Regions from separate parts of the Sus scrofa genome. Here regions 1 and 3 are each linked to region 2. The links are chromatin contacts, called in public HiChIP or PLAC-seq maps. All regions are on one chromosome and are shown on one strand. The core of a region is the stretch at or near the end of the contact, and the rest is flanking DNA. Distances in the headings are between cores, read along the strand shown. Region 1 has its middle 11 kb from the start of N4BP1. Region 2 has its middle 52 kb from the start of SIAH1. Region 3 overlaps LONP2 (lon protease homolog 2, peroxisomal).

Evidence for each region. HiChIP or PLAC-seq counts read pairs in DNA pulled down with a chosen protein or histone mark.
Region 1: a contact with region 2 is called in an H3K27ac HiChIP or PLAC-seq map of alveolar macrophages. The contact joins two enhancer-like sites. A contact is called at or near these places in 1 of 47 Hi-C or Micro-C datasets (alveolar macrophages) and 1 of 2 datasets of contacts at active chromatin or transcription factors (alveolar macrophages).
Region 3: an H3K27ac HiChIP or PLAC-seq map of alveolar macrophages shows a contact between it and region 2. The contact joins two enhancer-like sites. A contact is called at or near these places in 2 of 2 datasets of contacts at active chromatin or transcription factors (alveolar macrophages and skeletal muscle).

The regions. Positions count from the first base shown.
Region 1 is chr6:36,109,501-36,112,356 of Sscrofa11.1, reverse strand. No RefSeq gene overlaps it. Among named protein-coding and RNA genes, the nearest start is that of N4BP1, 11 kb to the left of the region's middle. Within about 2 kb of position 1,531, at least 47 of the 83 cell types and tissues checked have an H3K27ac peak or open chromatin away from gene starts, as enhancers often do. A contact at or near this core is called in alveolar macrophages, where this site is marked.
Region 2 is chr6:36,284,188-36,287,059 of Sscrofa11.1, reverse strand. No RefSeq gene overlaps it. Among named protein-coding and RNA genes, the nearest start is that of SIAH1, 52 kb to the left of the region's middle. Within about 2 kb of position 1,354, at least 2 of the 83 cell types and tissues checked have an H3K27ac peak or open chromatin away from gene starts, as enhancers often do. A contact at or near this core is called in alveolar macrophages, where this site is marked.
Region 3 is chr6:36,434,130-36,436,829 of Sscrofa11.1, reverse strand. All of the region lies in intron 7 of LONP2 (lon protease homolog 2, peroxisomal), which reads left to right. Among named protein-coding and RNA genes, the nearest start is that of ABCC11, 27 kb to the left of the region's middle. Within about 2 kb of position 1,304, at least 40 of the 83 cell types and tissues checked have an H3K27ac peak or open chromatin away from gene starts, as enhancers often do. A contact at or near this core is called in alveolar macrophages, where this site is marked.

The DNA of each region.
Region 1 (2,856 bases), core at 282-2,781, 170 kb after region 2:
GTTGACTCTACACAAACAATCCTGCTGAGCCCCCACAAACAACCCTGGGAGGTAGGCATCCTGCTCACTTTACAGATGAGGAAGCTGAAACTTAAGGAGGTTGAGGAACTTGTCAGAAGTCTCTACCATAAGGAAGAGGCAGGGTAGAGCTGGCTGGCACAGAGATCTGCAAAATCGAAGACTTCTCCGCAGAAGCAGAAGGGTGGAGGCCTGCTGTGGGGCCCCTCCAGCACCGGCTGGCTGAGGTCTGAGGACCTGCGCACCCTGAGATGCTATCTTGCTTTCAGGGCCGGGCAGGCTCACAGGAAGCCAGGTCTCCACCCTGTTCCTCCAGCTTCCAGAGTAAAAAATAACTTGGGCAGTTTCCGGAAGCATATGCATACTGCAGGAAGGACGTGGGATAGCAGTCAAGGTTCCCTTTGTTCTCTAAGGGGGCAAAACGCATAGCCAGCTCTCCCCAGCTCCCCTCCCCACTCTCCCATCCCCACCTCTCGCCTCCTCTCATTCTGAATTCCTGGGAGAGAATTTCCTTTGTGGCTCAGCAGTTAACGAACCCGACTAGTATCTGTGAAGATGTGGGTTCGATCCCTGGCCTTGCTCAGTGGGTTAAGGATCTGGCTTTGCTGTGAGCTGTGGTGTAGGTCGCAGACTCGGCTTGGATCCCACACTGCTGTGCCTGTGGTGTAGGCGGCCGTTGTAGCTCCGATTTGACCCCTAACCTGGGAACTTCCATATGCCGAGGGTGCGGTCCTAAAAAGCAAAGCAAAGCAAAACAAAACAAAACACAGAACTCCTGGGAGAGCTTGTACTGGAATCCCAGAGTTTTTCCTAAGTGTGGAAAGCACACCACTGACGGGATGGCAAACGATATTCATTGGGAAACAGCCAGGCTTTTAAGGAATTGTAATTGTAATGTGTTTATTTTCACGGTTCTGTTTTTGGCAAGAAATACCAGACTCCCAATCATTGTGGCAATAAAATGCTTCCCTTTTAATTGTATTTGACTTTTAAAAATGAGTTGATTTTAAGAAAAATGTTAACCGAGTAGTAACTCGGGTAGGGTGGAGATCTGGCCAGAGAAGAGGGATGAAAAGGACCCAAGTGCAGGAAATACTCAGCTCTGAACCCAGGACATCATCCTGGATGCAGGGATGGGCTCATAGCAGCAAATCTTTTTGGAAGAGCCACGTATGGGTCAAAGGGCAGCCCAGGCACCGGCAGGACAGAAGTCTTGACTCTGCCTTTCTCCGTGGGGGCCTGCATGAGCCTCCCGGCTCCCAGCCGAGTTCCCCTTTTCTGCAATGAGGAGGTTCCGGGCCCTTCCAGCCGACGACGCATTCTCATTCTTTCACTCTCCTGCCAGCCAGAGCTTAGACCAGGAGACGGTGTAACAGGAAACGATTTCACAAGCACAAGTCGCCTCGCTATCAAATATTTATCGCGCCCCTCCGCGCACGGGGTACCTCTACTCTCTCTAGGAAAGTCTTTTTATAAGCAAGGCTTTCTTGATCCAGCCTCCACAGCCCAGGGCGCCACCTGCTGTCCCCACGGCGCCAGTGCAGCCTCCGATTTTCGAGCCCCCTTCCCCGGGAGGGACAGGGAGAATCCCTGGGAAATCCGGGGACGCCGATCTTTTGGGAGGAGGTAGCGAGGCCAAAAGGGGATGCAAAGTAAATGGATCTCGGTGATGGGCAGAAAAGCCTCCCACGGATTGGAAGGGACCTCGGAGGGAACCGAAGGAAAGTGGTCAGCCGCAGCGCTGGCGTCCCGCCGTGCTTTTCTCTGACAAAAACGCTCACAACTGGCAGCTCCAGGCAACCAAGGGGACTGGATCTGCTCCCCAGCACAGCCCAGAGTGTGGAGAGAGCAACTTGGGAGCTGCATCAGAAGCTCAATAAATGGATGACGAAGCTCAGTAATTGGGACACTGCACTCTCTTTTTGCTGCTTTAAGTGGAGAGAGAGGCTATACAAGATTCAAGGTACAGAAAGGGCAATCCCCGGCCCCGTCCTCCCAACACACACAAGGAAATAGCTCCCTCAAGCTCTCTTAGCAGCCTCAGCGAGGCCTCCTCTGCTTCCAGAATGACATCTGCAGGTCAGTCGGCCTACCAACCCCCACCCCCAGAGCACCAAGCCCGCCCCCTAGTGGAAGCTAGAGCAAATGTCTCCAAATCTCCTTAAGTTTTGCAGCTGAAGGGTGGGGTGCAGTGTAGGAGCACAGACTCCCGGCCAAACGTGTTCTATCGCTTTGGTCTGGGTTGGCGGGGGCAGGGCGGGATGCATTAGAATAGGAGTGCTGTGGTCTTACCAGTAGGTTCTGGGGCGGTGGGTTTGGGGTGGGGTCCAGGAAGGCACCCTCCAATGACTCTGGCCCTCCAAAGGTGGCACACCACTGCACTGGCCAAAGGCCCTCCTTTCTCCAGGATTCTTCCAGATGCGGTGAAAAAAGACCCGTGATTGCGGGAACTTACTTTGGGAGACCTACTACCCCTGGGGCTTTATAAGAATTCTCATTCAGTGCTCACCACTGCCCTTTGAGTGGCGCCATCTCTCTGGGGAAGGGTTTTAAAGAAAGGGGAGACTAAGGCTTAGAGGATTCCTTCGCTTGCCCCAGACTCGTAAATGGCAGGGACCAGGTTGGAATTCAGCGCATTCTGATTTCCAAGCACATGTACTTTTTTTCCTATTTCCGTGACAGTGATTCTCTTGATTTATCTTATTTGGGCCTAATGATTTTAAAGTTGATTTTCAAAATAGGTGGTACAGGAATGTGGCTCAAAAATATCTAAAAAAGTGATGAAACATACTTAGTACCATTGCACAGCAATATGACTACATGTAACCCTCCTGACCC
Region 2 (2,872 bases), core at 105-2,604:
CTCTCTCTAATCACGGCCACTTCCAAGGAGAAACTGACAGCAGGGTCCTAGGCAAAGTGTTGGAGTCTGACCTTGGCCTTGCCCTCCTCAGATGGAGCGCCCTCCTCCTTAACTCTCCCACCTGGAAGGTATTTCCACCTGCAATTGAAAGTGGGAACTGTGAGGAGTTCCCGTTGTGGCTCAGTAGGTTAAGAACCTGATGCAGTGTGCATGAGGGTATGAGTTCAATCCCTGGCCTTGCTCAGTGGGTTAGGGATCTGGCGTTGCCCCCAAGCTGTGGCATAGGTCGCAGATGCAGCTCAGATCTGGTGTAGCTGTGGCTGTGACGTAGGCCTGCAGCTGCAGATCTGATTCCATTCCTTGCCTGGGAACTCTCATATGCCACAGATACAGCCCTAAAAAAAATATATTTTTAAGTAGGACCTCTGTGCAAGCCTTCAGATTCTCAACAGCACAGCTCAAAAATAAGAGAGGGAATTAGGTCACATAAAACCTCCTATTTTAATGGCTCTAACGTAAGTTCCATTGTGTAATCTCTCTCTCTGTTTCTTTACATCCTGGCTATTAAGGAGAGGTCCCACTGGACAGAGGAGAACACACTTTTTTTTTTTTTGAAGAGCTAGTAGAAAGGAGTTAGTCCCACTTACCAAGCAAGCAGGGGAAGAGTAAGGTCGAGTCTGGGACTGTTTTTTTTTTTTTTTTTTTAATCTTTTTAAGGCCACACCTACGGCATATGGAGGTTCCCAGGCTAGGGGCTGAATCAAAGCTGTAGCTGCTGGCCTACACCACAGCCACAGCAATGCCAGATGCAAGCCGCATCTGTGACCGACACCACAACTCTTGGCAACACCAGATCCTTAACCCACTGAGTAAGGCCAGGGATCAAACCTGCATCCTCATGGATACTAGTCAGGTTCTTAACCCGCTGAGCCACAGTGGGAACTCCAAGGCCGGGACTGTTAACACACTATGGATTTCTAGGGGCATGTGATCTCTTGATTACTCCTCCTCCTTCCTCTATATTCTGTTTGGGTCTTCACATGGATGAAGCTGGCTGGAGCCTTAGCTTTGGGTGACTTTCACATTTCATTGATTTCTTCTGACTGGTGCCTTTGTAAACACGTGGTTAGCTCACTGCTTCTCTGTATCGGGGTCTGGAAACCACTGCAGGTCTTTCAACAGAGGGAATTTGACACAAGGAATTGGTTATACAGAAAATGGGAGAGATGAGAAGCTAAATAGGGACCAGTGAAGAACACAGCTTGGCAAAAGCAGGAAGCACCTCTTACCCAGCCAGAGCCAGGGCTTGGCTGGCAGAAGTTAGACCAGGCAAGGCTCCTGTGGGCGCTGGCCACGTGGAGTTAAGGGCTGTTCTGCAGGAGTCGGAGCCCATGAGGGCTGTCCTATGAGAGCTGGAGCCTTAGAGGGGACATGACCATGACTTAAGGTGCCACCTACGGTGGAGCGAGAGGGGAGAAATGACCGTCTTTTCCCCTCCCCCTGTTAGCTGGTCTCCTACCAGTTCCTCCCATTGGGCAAAGTTATCTGGAAGCCACTTGGCTAAGAAGCCCAGGAAATGCAGCTTCCTGTAATACAGAGAACAGCGGAAAGGCAGGGAACAGACCCGGGAGCGCATAATGGGCACCATCTCCAACAAGCCAAGCGTGCTGGACCAAACAGCTAGGAAATAGCAAAGCCCTGAGGAAGCAGGGAATTAAGCAAACCCCGTGCAAAGCCTTCCCACTGTGTCCCAAAGTGTGGGTGAGGTGCCAGAGCTGAGGAAGGTGGCCAGCAGACGCCACGGGGCATCAGGAAACAGCGTATCTGTGGGTGAGAAAGCGGGTCTCTTTTCAATCTTCTTTCCCATCTTTGGATCGTTTTTAAGGAGAAAGCCTCTATGGGATGCTAACAGATCTTTAACCTCTCTGCGACACATGCTCATCTCTCTTCTCAACTTGCAGAGACAGTGATCTCAGGTCTAAGCCTCTGGCTGTGTCATAGATGATGCTGGCCTGCCCAGATCCCCTTGACCCAGTTGAAGCTCACCTCCCAGCTGCTGTGAGTGTTGGCTGCTAACAGGTTACATCCTTCTCTCGGAACATTGCCTCACCTGGAAATAGGTGAGAGTGATAACATCATCCCAGGGGCCGTCTGCAAGCAATGACTGAGGGATGCAGGAGACAGGACCCAGCATCATGCGTCAAGGTGGTTCAAGGCCATGGTGCCATTTCTGTTTCAGAGTTCCTGGGCTGAGGCCAGACCTCAGCTGAACCCACACCCTTGCGTAGCTTCCTTCTGTATCTCTCCACCGTCACCAAAAGCACCCCTCCCGATAAAGCACTTATACACAAATCTAAAGGAATCTAACATAGCAGACAACAGGATCTAGCTGGAATTTAATAACTTTTTCTTGTTTTTTTTTTCTTTTTAAAGGTTTTATTGAAGTATAGTTGACTTACAATGCTGCGTTAATTTCTGTTGTACAAAAAAAGTGATTCAGTTACACATACACACAATCCATTCTTTTTTTTTTTTTTTTTTTTTTTGTCTTTTTGCTATTTCTTGGGCCGCTCCCACGGCATGTGGAGGTTCCCAGGCTAGGGGTCGAATCGGAGCTGTAGCCACCGGCCTACACCAGAGCCACAGCAACGTGGGATCCGAGCCACGTCTGCAACCTACACCACAGCTTACCGCAACCCCGGATCCTTAACCCACTGAGCAAGGGCAGGGACCGAACCCGCAACCTCATGGTTCCTAGTCGGATTCGTTAACCACTGCGCCACAACGGGAACTCCCCATTCTTTTTTCATATTCTTTTCACCTATAGAGGACCACAGACTCTTGGGTAGAGTTCCTTGTGCTGCACAGCAGG
Region 3 (2,700 bases), core at 55-2,554, 150 kb before region 2:
ATCCACTGAGCGAGGCCAGGGATTGAACACGCATCCTCGTGGATGCTAGTCGGGTTTGTTAACCACTGGGAACTCCGACAGATTTCTGTTTTAAATCTTCACTGAAATTGATATAAAATTTGTTCACTTTTTTCAAGTGAGTATACCTTTGTGTATGTGGCTGTCATTAAGAGAACTGAATCTAAAGAAGATAAAAATTTCTTCTTTTTTTTTTTTTTCCTTTTTATGGCCACACCTATGGCATATGGAAGTTCCCTGGCAAGGAGTCAAATGGGAGCTACAGCTACAGCAATGCCAGATCTGAGCCACATCTGTGACCTACACTGTAGCAATGCTGGATCCTAAACCCACGGAGCAGAGCCAGGGATTGATCGCACATCCTCATGGATACAACATCAGGTCCTTAACCCACTGAGCCATAATGGAAACTCCAAGAATTTCTTTTCTTTTTTTTTTTTTTTTCTTTTTTTTTTCCTTTTTAGAGCTGTACCTGAGGCACGTGGAGGTTCCCAGGCTAGGAGTCGAATTGGAGCTACAGCTGCCAGCTTATGCCACAGCCACACTTGGGACCTAAACCATGTCTGTGACCTACACCACAGCTCACAGAAACTCCGGATCCCTAACCCACTGAGCAAGGCCAGGGATCGGATCCATATCCTCATGGATCCTAGTTGGGTTCCTTAACTGCTGAGCCAGGAAGGGAACTCCAAGAATTTATTTTCTTTATTGAGTCTTTTGTGAAGGGAGCTTTTGTATGTGTAAGTATAAGGTTTTTAGAAATGTATGGTGCATATTGAGGTTATAATCATTGCCAAATAAAAAGTATGTGAATTTGTCTTTTGAGTCATTCTGAAAGCCTGATTTCCGATACACCTTGCTGGTAAGTAAGTACTCCCTAGCCGTCACTGTACCAGACGTTTCATTAAACACTCCAACAACCTGCCCTTGTGCTGTTGGGGTCTTACTCCCCACCCACCCTCTCAATTATCAAAGCCTGGAGAAAATTACGTGAAAACCGGTTTGGAAGCAGGTAGAGAGGGGGCTGTGGTTAACTAGAGGGATGGAGGGATTGGGAGCAGACTGTGCGCCTGTGTCAGAGGTAGGGGTCGAGGAGGCGACTGGAGGGGAGAAAGAACAGTAGAGGATTAGAGCATGACCAGGGGTGGGGTGTGCAGGAACAAGTGGTTCCATGTGACAGTTGAGGCATTTTGGGAACACCCAGGTCATGGCATTTAAGTACTGGTCACATGCTCACAAGCAGAGTTCAGGCGAAGTTTTGTTTTTGCTCAGCCTGAGTAGGCAGCACTGTTCTGCAGCCTTAAAATAGCCAGGGGAAAACAGAGCTGCTTTCTGTTGTCTGTCCTGCTTATTCTCTCGATCCTGTTGTTGACTTTCCCTTTTTGCCCTGCATGGAGCTCCAGCCTTTTGGTAGAAGTACCTGTTTATGTGAAGGAAGATGCTAATACATTCGGAATTGATTTTAAAATCAACCTAAGACATGTCTTTCAGCGTGAAAGTGATCACGAGGCGGGAGATGGGGAAGAAAAAGAAAGACTCGCTTTACGTTTAAATCTGAAACTGGGAACATTATAGGGATCCGACTAAACATTGGCCCATTGTTTTGGTTGATATTATTTTGAGTGGATTAAAGGAAGAATAGTCATATTTATGCTGCATATTAACTAATGCATTTTTTCCAGTCTTAGCCTTTCTCATTTCTCATTATCTCCGTTGGGACTTTTCTAACTACCTTATAAGCCACAGAATGTCTGTTCTCATCTGTCAGTTTTTATGACTTACATTTTTATTTTTAAATCAGTTCATAGGCAGTAAGTATAAAGTGACTTCTTTTAGAATGAAGTTTTATGAAATCATGTTCATGTAACATTCTTTTCTCCATTAGCTGTTCCTCGGTGAATTATATTACTCTTGTGATAGTTCTCAAGTTATTGGTGACGGTAATTCTTTGGAAGTCGCTTACCAAGTGTTTGTTCAGATGATAAAATTTTATCGCTGCCAGGAATCCTTGGCTCAGTTTTCAAACAGAAGAGAAGAAAAATCAACTTTTGCCTTCTCCATTCTTAAATTTTCGTCTGTAACCCGAAATGGCCATGCTTTAAATATTAAATTAGCTCTTTCATTCTTAATCTCTACAAGGGAAAAATAACTGAAGCAGCACGCTTTTAATATATATTTAGCCTAGTGTGCCAGACACATTGCAGTGTGCTCACTAGCCTCCTTATAACCTGTATTTGCATACAGCGCCTCTCTGCCTCTAAACCTTACCGGTTTCTCTTGAGGCCCCAACGCAAGGCTTCCTCCTTTAAGATAAGTGCAGTCGGCTGTGCCCTGCTCTCCTCTGCACTGACCACTTACTGTCTGTTGTGCTCTTTGAATGACTAAATAATACAGGCCTCTGGCATTGCTAATACATACCTGGAGAGAGAAAGTGTAAACATATGAAGCAGGAGCTCTGTAGGATAGGGGTTTTCCCACACCTTCTGCTCCTTTGTGTCACCCGGTGCTGTCGCCACCGCACCAGACATGGCCGAGTAGTAAGTGATCCCTAAGTGCTGTGTGCATTCAGGTCAGATTAAAATGTGATTACGTGTTGGAAGTCATGCAGTCCTTTAGATGAGTGCGTCCAAACAAGTGACTGTCTAAGAAGATTTAGGACTGACTGCTGTAAGAACAATTTGA